Regions from separate parts of the Triticum aestivum genome. Here region 2 is linked to region 1. The links are chromatin contacts, called in public Hi-C maps. All regions are on one chromosome and are shown on one strand. The core of a region is the stretch at or near the end of the contact, and the rest is flanking DNA. Distances in the headings are between cores, read along the strand shown. Region 1 holds the start of LOC123180516 (double-stranded RNA-binding protein 2). Region 2 holds the start of LOC123180518 (ATP-dependent DNA helicase Q-like SIM).

What was found. A called contact is a pair of places that touch in the nucleus more often than the background predicts.
Region 2: a contact with region 1 is called in a Hi-C map of leaf, with 7 times the contacts expected there. The contact joins the promoter of LOC123180518 here to the promoter of LOC123180516 in region 1. A contact is called at or near these places in 2 of 5 Hi-C or Micro-C datasets (both in leaf).

The regions. Positions count from the first base shown.
Region 1 is chr1D:90,092,395-90,096,359 of IWGSC CS RefSeq v2.1, reverse strand. LOC123180516 (double-stranded RNA-binding protein 2) reads left to right here and starts at 1,836. Exons shown (of 5, transcript XM_044592581.1): 1 at 1,836-2,176; 2 at 2,732-2,885; 3 at 3,039-3,286. The coding sequence starts at 3,041.
Region 2 is chr1D:90,838,504-90,842,468 of IWGSC CS RefSeq v2.1, reverse strand. LOC123180518 (ATP-dependent DNA helicase Q-like SIM) reads left to right here and starts at 2,127. Exons shown (of 16, transcript XM_044592585.1): 1 at 2,127-2,436; 2 at 2,537-3,247; 3 at 3,339-3,558; 4 at 3,634-3,744; 5 at 3,946-3,965. The coding sequence starts at 2,689.

The sequences.
Region 1 (3,965 bases), core at 587-3,086:
GAACTTCCTCTTCTATTTTTCTCTCCAAAAATAGGTATTTATGGAGTTGGAATTAGGGTCAGGGGGCCCACGAGGCGGCCACAACCCACCAGGGCGCGCCTGGAGGGGGTGGCGTGCCCTGGTGTATCATGACCAGCCAGGGCACCCCCTCGAGTGGTTCTTGGTTCCAGTATTTTTCTTTTATTCTGAAATAAATCTCTAAAAAGTTTCGTTCCATTCTGAGAACTTTTATTTCTGCACAAAAGCAACACCATGGTAGATCTGCTGAAAATAGCGTCAGTCCGGGTTAGTTTCATTCAAAGCATGCAAATTAGTCTCCAAAACAAGAGCAAAAACGTTAGGAAAAGTAGATACGACGGAGACGTATCAACCCATATGAACAATAGGACATTCAATATGTCTTTCAACTGTTGAATTACGCTTTTCCTGATGTGGCCTTTCTGAAATCTTGCGTTGATGCTAAGAGAGCTCTTTCTGATCTTGGTCTTCGTTATGAGACAATTCATGTATTTAAGTATGACTGCGTTTTGTATTGGAGAGACCATGCCAACATCATTCATTGTCCCGAGTGTGGTACATCAAGGTGCAGACATGGTGATGGAAAGAAAAAGGTTCCTCACCAGATCTTTTGGTACTTTTCGATAATCCCCTGGTTACAAAGTTTTTTTTCTTCGGGGAAAATATGAGAGCACATCGGGTGGCACAAGGATATGAGGGTTGAAGAAGAAAAATGTCATGAGGCACCTTGCTAATGGCGAGGCATGGGAGGCCTTCGACGCGGAACATGAAGACTTTGTTGCGGGTCCCCGTAACTTGAAGTTAGGCTTTCCAACAGATGGATTCAATCCCTTTGGCCACATGAGTAGTGCATACAATATGTGGCATGTTTTTGTCATTCCATACAACTTCCCACCCTGGATGTGCATGGACCGATCTAATTTCATGATGACATTGTTGATCCGAGAAAAAAGTTACCAGGAAAGGATATTCATGTATAAATGCAACCAATGGTAAAGGATATGCAGAGCTTTGGGTTGGTGTGAAAATAGAAGATATACCCACGAAACAAGATTTCAATTTACTTGCGATGCTTATTTAGTCCATTCATGATTTCCCTGCATATAGCACCACTCAGGTCGGAGCACAAAAGGGTTATTATGCATGTGTGTATTGCGATGAGGATCCTTGCTATGAGAAACTGAAAAATAAATTTAGATATATTGGCCATCATCGATTCCTTTCTCTCAAACATGCTTTACGAAGAAAGAAAGCATCGTTTAATAATAAGACAGAGGATAGGACACCACCAAGGAAGTTCACAAGCAAAGAATTTGATTCGTACTTACAATGTGCTAAGGAGAAGTTCAAATTAGGTAAGTACCCAGGAAATCCATGTAGAAAGAGAAAGCGCGTGGATCATCCAACATGGCACCTGAAGGCGAGCTTATATGATTTGCCATATTGGAAGAATCTTATGTTACCTCACAACCTGAATGTTATGCACATTGAGAAGAACATGTGTGAGAGTATCATTGGTACACTTCTTGAATTTGAAGGTAGGAACAAGGATAGTACGAGGTGAACTTTCAGTTCGACTTATGTAATCGAATCTGAGTTTTTTTGAGTTGATCAATGGTCCGATCCCTCCGCGCAATTCTTTGAAATTTCGTATAATACTCGAGATCTTTTATTTTCTTTGTAAATATTTCAATGAAAGTGGAGCAATATTAATGGCCAACCAAACATGCCTTAATCAGCCACTCCACTATGCCTTAACGAAGCGACGTTAACCGCTGTTTTCCTCGTGGCCGGCAATAATGATCGCCGTTGCGTGCACATGACACACGGGCTCGGAAAAAAAAAAGGAGTAGGAGGAGTAGGATGCAGACGAAAAGCGCCGGAAAGCAACACGCCTCCCTTCCCAATCTCGCTGCTGATGGCCGCCGCCCGCTGCTGCAGCGCCGCCGCCCTAGCCTAATGGCGTAGCTGAGCCCACCCTCGCAGTCGCGGCCAAACCAAGCGACCACGCGGAGGCAACCGCTAACAGAAAGGAGAGATTTTTGTCGCGGCTGTCGGTGGTTCGTGTCTTCGCTGCCTTTTTCCCTTTCGCTTCCTCCGCGGTTGAGAGGGGTCGAGGATTCAAGGTGGAGGGAGAGTCGGCGGTTTCTCGTCGCAGGTTGGTCTGCTCATCTCTTGGTTTCGTGGGGCTTGGTTCGATCTGGGGTCGGGTTCCCGCCGATGTGGTTTGGTCGATCTCGCCGGCGCGGCGGGGCGGGGTTTCTTTCTTGGCTCCGGCGTCTCTCTAATTGGATACGATTAGGTTCTTAGCCAGTCCCAAATGTTTGGTCCATATCATTCCATGCGTTCTCTTTTCTCTTCCTCTGTGTCAGTTAATCAGAGGTTTCTGGATTTGTTACTCATTGGGTGCGATATCTTTCTTAGATTTACTGTGGCAGTGCATTAATTAGACGAGGCAGCGAGCTGAATCAGCTGCTCTTGTGTTTTTTTTAATGGGAATCAGCTGCTCTTGTTGTCCTTGCGTGCTTCATTGCCTCCCCTGCTCTGCTCTAGTACTACCAGTGAATCCTCATAAAAGTACCAATGAATCCTCTGAGGACTGCAGTTTATTGCTTCCAGTAGTCTTACTCATTGTTAGTATGGTTGCCTCTGCTAACGCCAGCATTATGTTTATTGCTTCCATTTGATCCGGGACTTATTTGTTCCTCTACAGGACTGGGAGTACAGCACTGGCTATTAATTATCTGAGACCTCTTCTTATCTACTGCAACAAGAGGGCATCAAAGCAAGGGTTAAGGCCAGAAGCAGCTCTTCTCAACTCTGAACATAGCTTCATACACTGCTTGATTGATACTTCCGCTTCGAAGGTATGCATTTCTTCACGCCGCTGTTCAATGTTTTCTCCAAATTTTCATATTGTTTAGGGGGTTGCTATGATGATCTTTGTCACCCCTTATGAGCCTGGCTCCAGTGGTGATGTAGTTTAGTGGGTCCAGCTTTGATTCTTGAGGTGGATGCAGGCATGTTCAAGAACCAGCTCCAGGAGCTTGCGCAGAGGAGCTGCTTCAACTTGCCGTCCTACGCGTGCATCCGCGAGGGGCCAGATCATGCGCCCCGGTTTAAGGCCACGGTTACTTTTAATGGGGAATCATTTGAGAGCCCGGGGTTCTATCCCACCTTGCGGCAGGCAGAGCATGCGGCAGCTGAGGTAGCGCTCAATGAGTTGTCGAAGAGGGGGCCTTCATCATCGCTTGCTGCAAAAGTCCTGGTCAGTTTTGTTGATGCCCCTAGATATTGCTTATACTGGCCACATTAACATTGGAATCTCGTTTCCTTCACTTTAGCTGAAATAACAAACATCACCTGTTGTTGATTACCCAAATTTTTGCAGCTTATTTTTGTGTGGACAAAGACAAATAAAACTGTAGCTATGTTTTGAATACTTAATATGCAAGTGACTGGCATTATTATCCATCATCCTTTATCTTAAGCTTCTGCGAACATGCTCGTGCTATTCTTTTCTTCATTGCACAAACCCATTCTTCCTCCGTCCCAAAATAAGTGTCTCAACTTCAGTACAACTTTGAGTATTTGCTTAATCTGCTGTCACAGCTTTTGCCCTTTCCATCAGCAATATCGTAGTACCATTCGTTTTAGTTATTATGACGATGGACATTTTTTTAATTCACTTGGAATATAGCCGTATAGCAAGCCAGCCTCTCCTTCAGTCAAAGAACAATAAATTTCATCTGTGCTGTGGATCTACCTAAGATACTTCCATGACAGTGTATATTTAATATGCACTGTTCTTGATAATTCCCACTGCAATAAGTCAAAGCGAAACAGTATAATTTATGATGTATTGGTTGGGAAGGTTCAGTTCTTTTATGATATCTGATGTTGACTTGCCAGTTGTCCCTTTTTCATGCCTGCTGGTGCAGTAAAAA
Region 2 (3,965 bases), core at 878-3,377, 750 kb before region 1:
TTGATCTCTTGGATCTTTTAGCCGTGTGCGGTGCCCCTCTCCACCATAGTACACCTCGATAATATCGTACCGGTGCTTAGGCGAAGCCCTGCGTCGGTAGAACATCATCATCGTCACCAGGCCGTCGTGCTGACGGAACTCTCCCTCAAAGCTCGGCTGGATCGGAGTTCGAGGGACGTCATCGAGTTGAACGTGTGCAGAACTCGGAGGTGCGGTGCGTTCGGTACTTGATTGGTCGGATCGTGAAAGACGTACGACTACATCAACCACGTTGTGCTAACGCTTCCGCTTTCGGTCTACGAGGGTACGTGGACACACTCTCCCCTCTCGTTGCTATGCTCACCATGATCTTGCATGTGCGTAGGAATTTTTTAAAATTACTACGTTCCCCAACACTATTTCACCCTTACACTTGAGGGAATCCCAACAACTCCTGTAGGAGCAAGCACAGGATGGTGAAATGCAGTCACATGCCATCTTAGAGGATAATATCGGATGGCCCAAAAACATCTAACGACAAAAAACAAGCGAATGTGCACTTGAGCACCAATTTACCTGGACCAAAAGATGTGTCGGTTTGCTTGGGTTGTGCTCACCGTGAAGCACAAGTTTCGCTTCACGGAAAAGCACAACTATGCTTGTGATTCCGCAAGAAAGTATGGTAGTGCTTCCAAAAAAAGGAAAAAAAAATCACAGTTGTGCTTTTGATTATTTTCTAGGTTCCGTTTTCTTTCCGGTTTTAGTTTTTTTTCATTTTTCATTTTTTTTGTTTTTTGAGGTGTTTTGGAGGAAAAAGTTTGTTTAAACCTAATAACATGTGATTTAGTTTCGAAAATCTCGACGCAAGAAACGAAAACGGTTCGTGATATGGACACATGGTTCAATAGATAAAATGTTTAAAAGAAATGAATGAATGAGAAAACACAAAACTCTCAGATTGTGACAAGTGTCACGCATCTAGCGAGCCACTTATCTCTACTACTTAATCTCTATCTCCATATATATATATACTACTTAAAAATTCCCGTTTCACTCTCTCCTTCGTCCAACCCCTCTCTCTCTCTCTCTCTCTATATATATATATATATATATATGGTCTGCCCTTCCCTTCTCATGTTTGGTTTTTTCCTCTCATCTTTGATTTTTCTCCCGAATAATATTCTTTGGTAAGTTAATAAATTCTTACCAAATAAGTGCTTAACAATAAGATGTCATTTTTCCTCCCCCTCTTTGATAATTTTCCTAAATAATACAACCTCTGTACATAAGTCTCTACAACATCTTATGTTTTTTTACAAAGGGGGTATTTTTTGATAAGTCAATAAATTCTTATCAAATACTCCCTCTGTTCCATGATGTAGTGCATATAGACTTTTTAAAAAGTCAAAGCTCACAAACTTTGACCAAGTTTGTGGAGAAACATATTTACATCTAGAATGGCAAATATATACTATTGGATTTTTCATAAGATGTAGTTTCAGATTTTATATTTTTGGTCTTGTAGATATAAATTGTTTTCTCAATAAACTTGGTTAAAATTTATAAAAGTTTGACTTTTTAAAAAATCTATGTGCACTATATTATGGAACGGAGGGAGTAAGTGTTTAATAATAGGATGGTAAATCATGGCAATTGAATACAAAAAACTTATGAAGATTTTAGCGGACGAATGTAATACTATCTCTATATCAAAATATAAGACTTTTTTAGGCTAAACAAACTACAAAAATGCCTTATATCATGTTTTTTTTTTTGAGAAAAGCTGGTCTTATATTTTGATACGAAGGGAGTAAAAGATGTTCAACCATGGCTAGCCTACTAGAATTAATGTTTATACTCCCGTTGTAACGCACCGGCAAATTATCTTTTTTTCTTGAGGCAACGGGCAAATTATCTAGTCACCACAAAAGAAGATAAGAGTGACATTTATAAGGGCACGCTACAACAAGTGACTTCACACTTTTCTGGGCCTCGGCTGTGCGAGGCCCAGACGTGTCATTTGAGGTCATGTTTTGCAAGCCTGGCCTAAACCTAGCCCGGCCCAGACAATACCCCAAAGTCTTGCGGTTGGTGTTGGGTCGCTTGAGGAGTTGAGGGTGAGCCTAAAAAGTGCTTCTAATCGGAATCGCGTCTCCCTCGCTCGCGCGCCGTCCCGTTGGTCCCAGTCCCACATGCCAGCCACGGCCCTCGAACGAAACTCCAGGCTTCCGCCGCATTCTCTCCCGCGATTCGAAACCAAAACCCTCGCCATCCCATTCCCCTTCCTCTCCGGAGCTGCGAGCAGAGGGCGGCGGCGGCGTGAGGCGGAGGGCGCGGAACGAATTGGGGATCCTGCACCGAGGAGCCCGATTCCACCGGTAAATCCGGTCCCGCCCTGTTCGATCCGACCTCACCCGCTCCACCCAATTCGGTTTTAGTTCGAACCGAGAACACCGCGTACGGCGACTGCTCTCCTCGCCCAAGTAAACCGGAATTAGGGGCAGCGCCAAGCAATTGCATGGAAATTAATCGTCGCCGCGTTCTGTTTTGTTGACAGGTCAACCTGGGCGAACCGGTGCAGATTTTGGGGCTAGGTATTCAGATTCACCATCGTGCAGCTTAGCACCGAACCTCGACCTCAAGGATCTGTTGTTCTTCAGCCAGTGAGCACCGAGCTTGGCTTGCAAGCGCAGCTCACTGGTTCTGATCATGGATGCCAATTCTGTCGGCACTGATGTATCTGCTGATCATGTCATTGCCGAGTTGCTCGAGATGGGGTTCGAGTTCGACAAGATCAGCGAAGCCATTGGTGTTGTCGGTCCGTGCCGTGCTGACGTGGTGGAGTTTGTGCTGAATGGTTCTGGTAGTGTACAAAGAAAGCCAGGCGGGGGGTCTCAAAGACGCTCTTCTGACAGGAGTGCTAGACTGGCTAATCCCAGGGGGAAATTTAAGCAGTCTAGCATTACTTATCATATCGCGTCAACCACTGGCAGTAAAACCGAGTCTTGTGGCGAGGAGCCAAGTACCTCATATTCTTGTTTAGCGGCCAACATGAACCCTGCATTGACTGCTGCTATCTGTTTAAAACCAAAGCCTGAACATCAGACTTTGCTTGATGATTCAAGAGGCGAGTTTGACTGGGCTGACAAAATTAGTGCTGTTTTGCAAAAGCATTTCGGATTCTCCTGTGTGAAGGGTTTCCAAAAGGAAGCCTTGGATGCTTGGTTTGCTCACAAGGATTGTCTTGTTCTAGCAGCAACTGGATCAGGTAGTTTATTATTGTATATTCTCTATATTGTTATGCAAGGTTTGAGGCACCTGTAATAAAATGAATGATGTGAAAATGACCATGTTGGCAGGGAAGTCACTTTGCTTTCAGATTCCAGCTCTTTTGACTACGAAGGTTGTGGTGGTGATCTCACCCTTGATTAGTTTGATGCACGACCAGTGCCTAAAACTTGCAAAACATGGGATATCAGCATGCTTCCTTGGATCAGGGCAACCAGATAATCGTGTTGAGGGCAAAGCCATGGCTGGCATGTATAAGATTATTTATGTTTGCCCCGAGACAGTTTTAAGGTAATCATTCTGCTTTTGATTGCTAAAATTGATACATCCGTTGCCATGCTTACTCCGGAAGTTCTTTACATGCAGACTGATGGAACCATTGAAGAAACTTGCCGAAAAACCAGGGATTGCACTTTTTGCCATTGACGAGGTTCATTGTGTTTCTAAATGGGGTCACGATTTCCGACCCGACTATAGGTCTGCTCTTGTATTCAATACCCTATATTGAAGGTGCAAATCAGTATCTAGCACTGTTTTTCATCATTACTTGTTAGTTTGTGACTTGCACTTCAGTGAGATAATATTTGGTTTGGTACTTAAGAACCAACCACACTCTTCTATGTTCTTGCAGTGTTTTACAGCTCTAGTACTTAAGTAAACAATTATCTCCCGCTACAGGAAACTATCTGTGCTTCGAC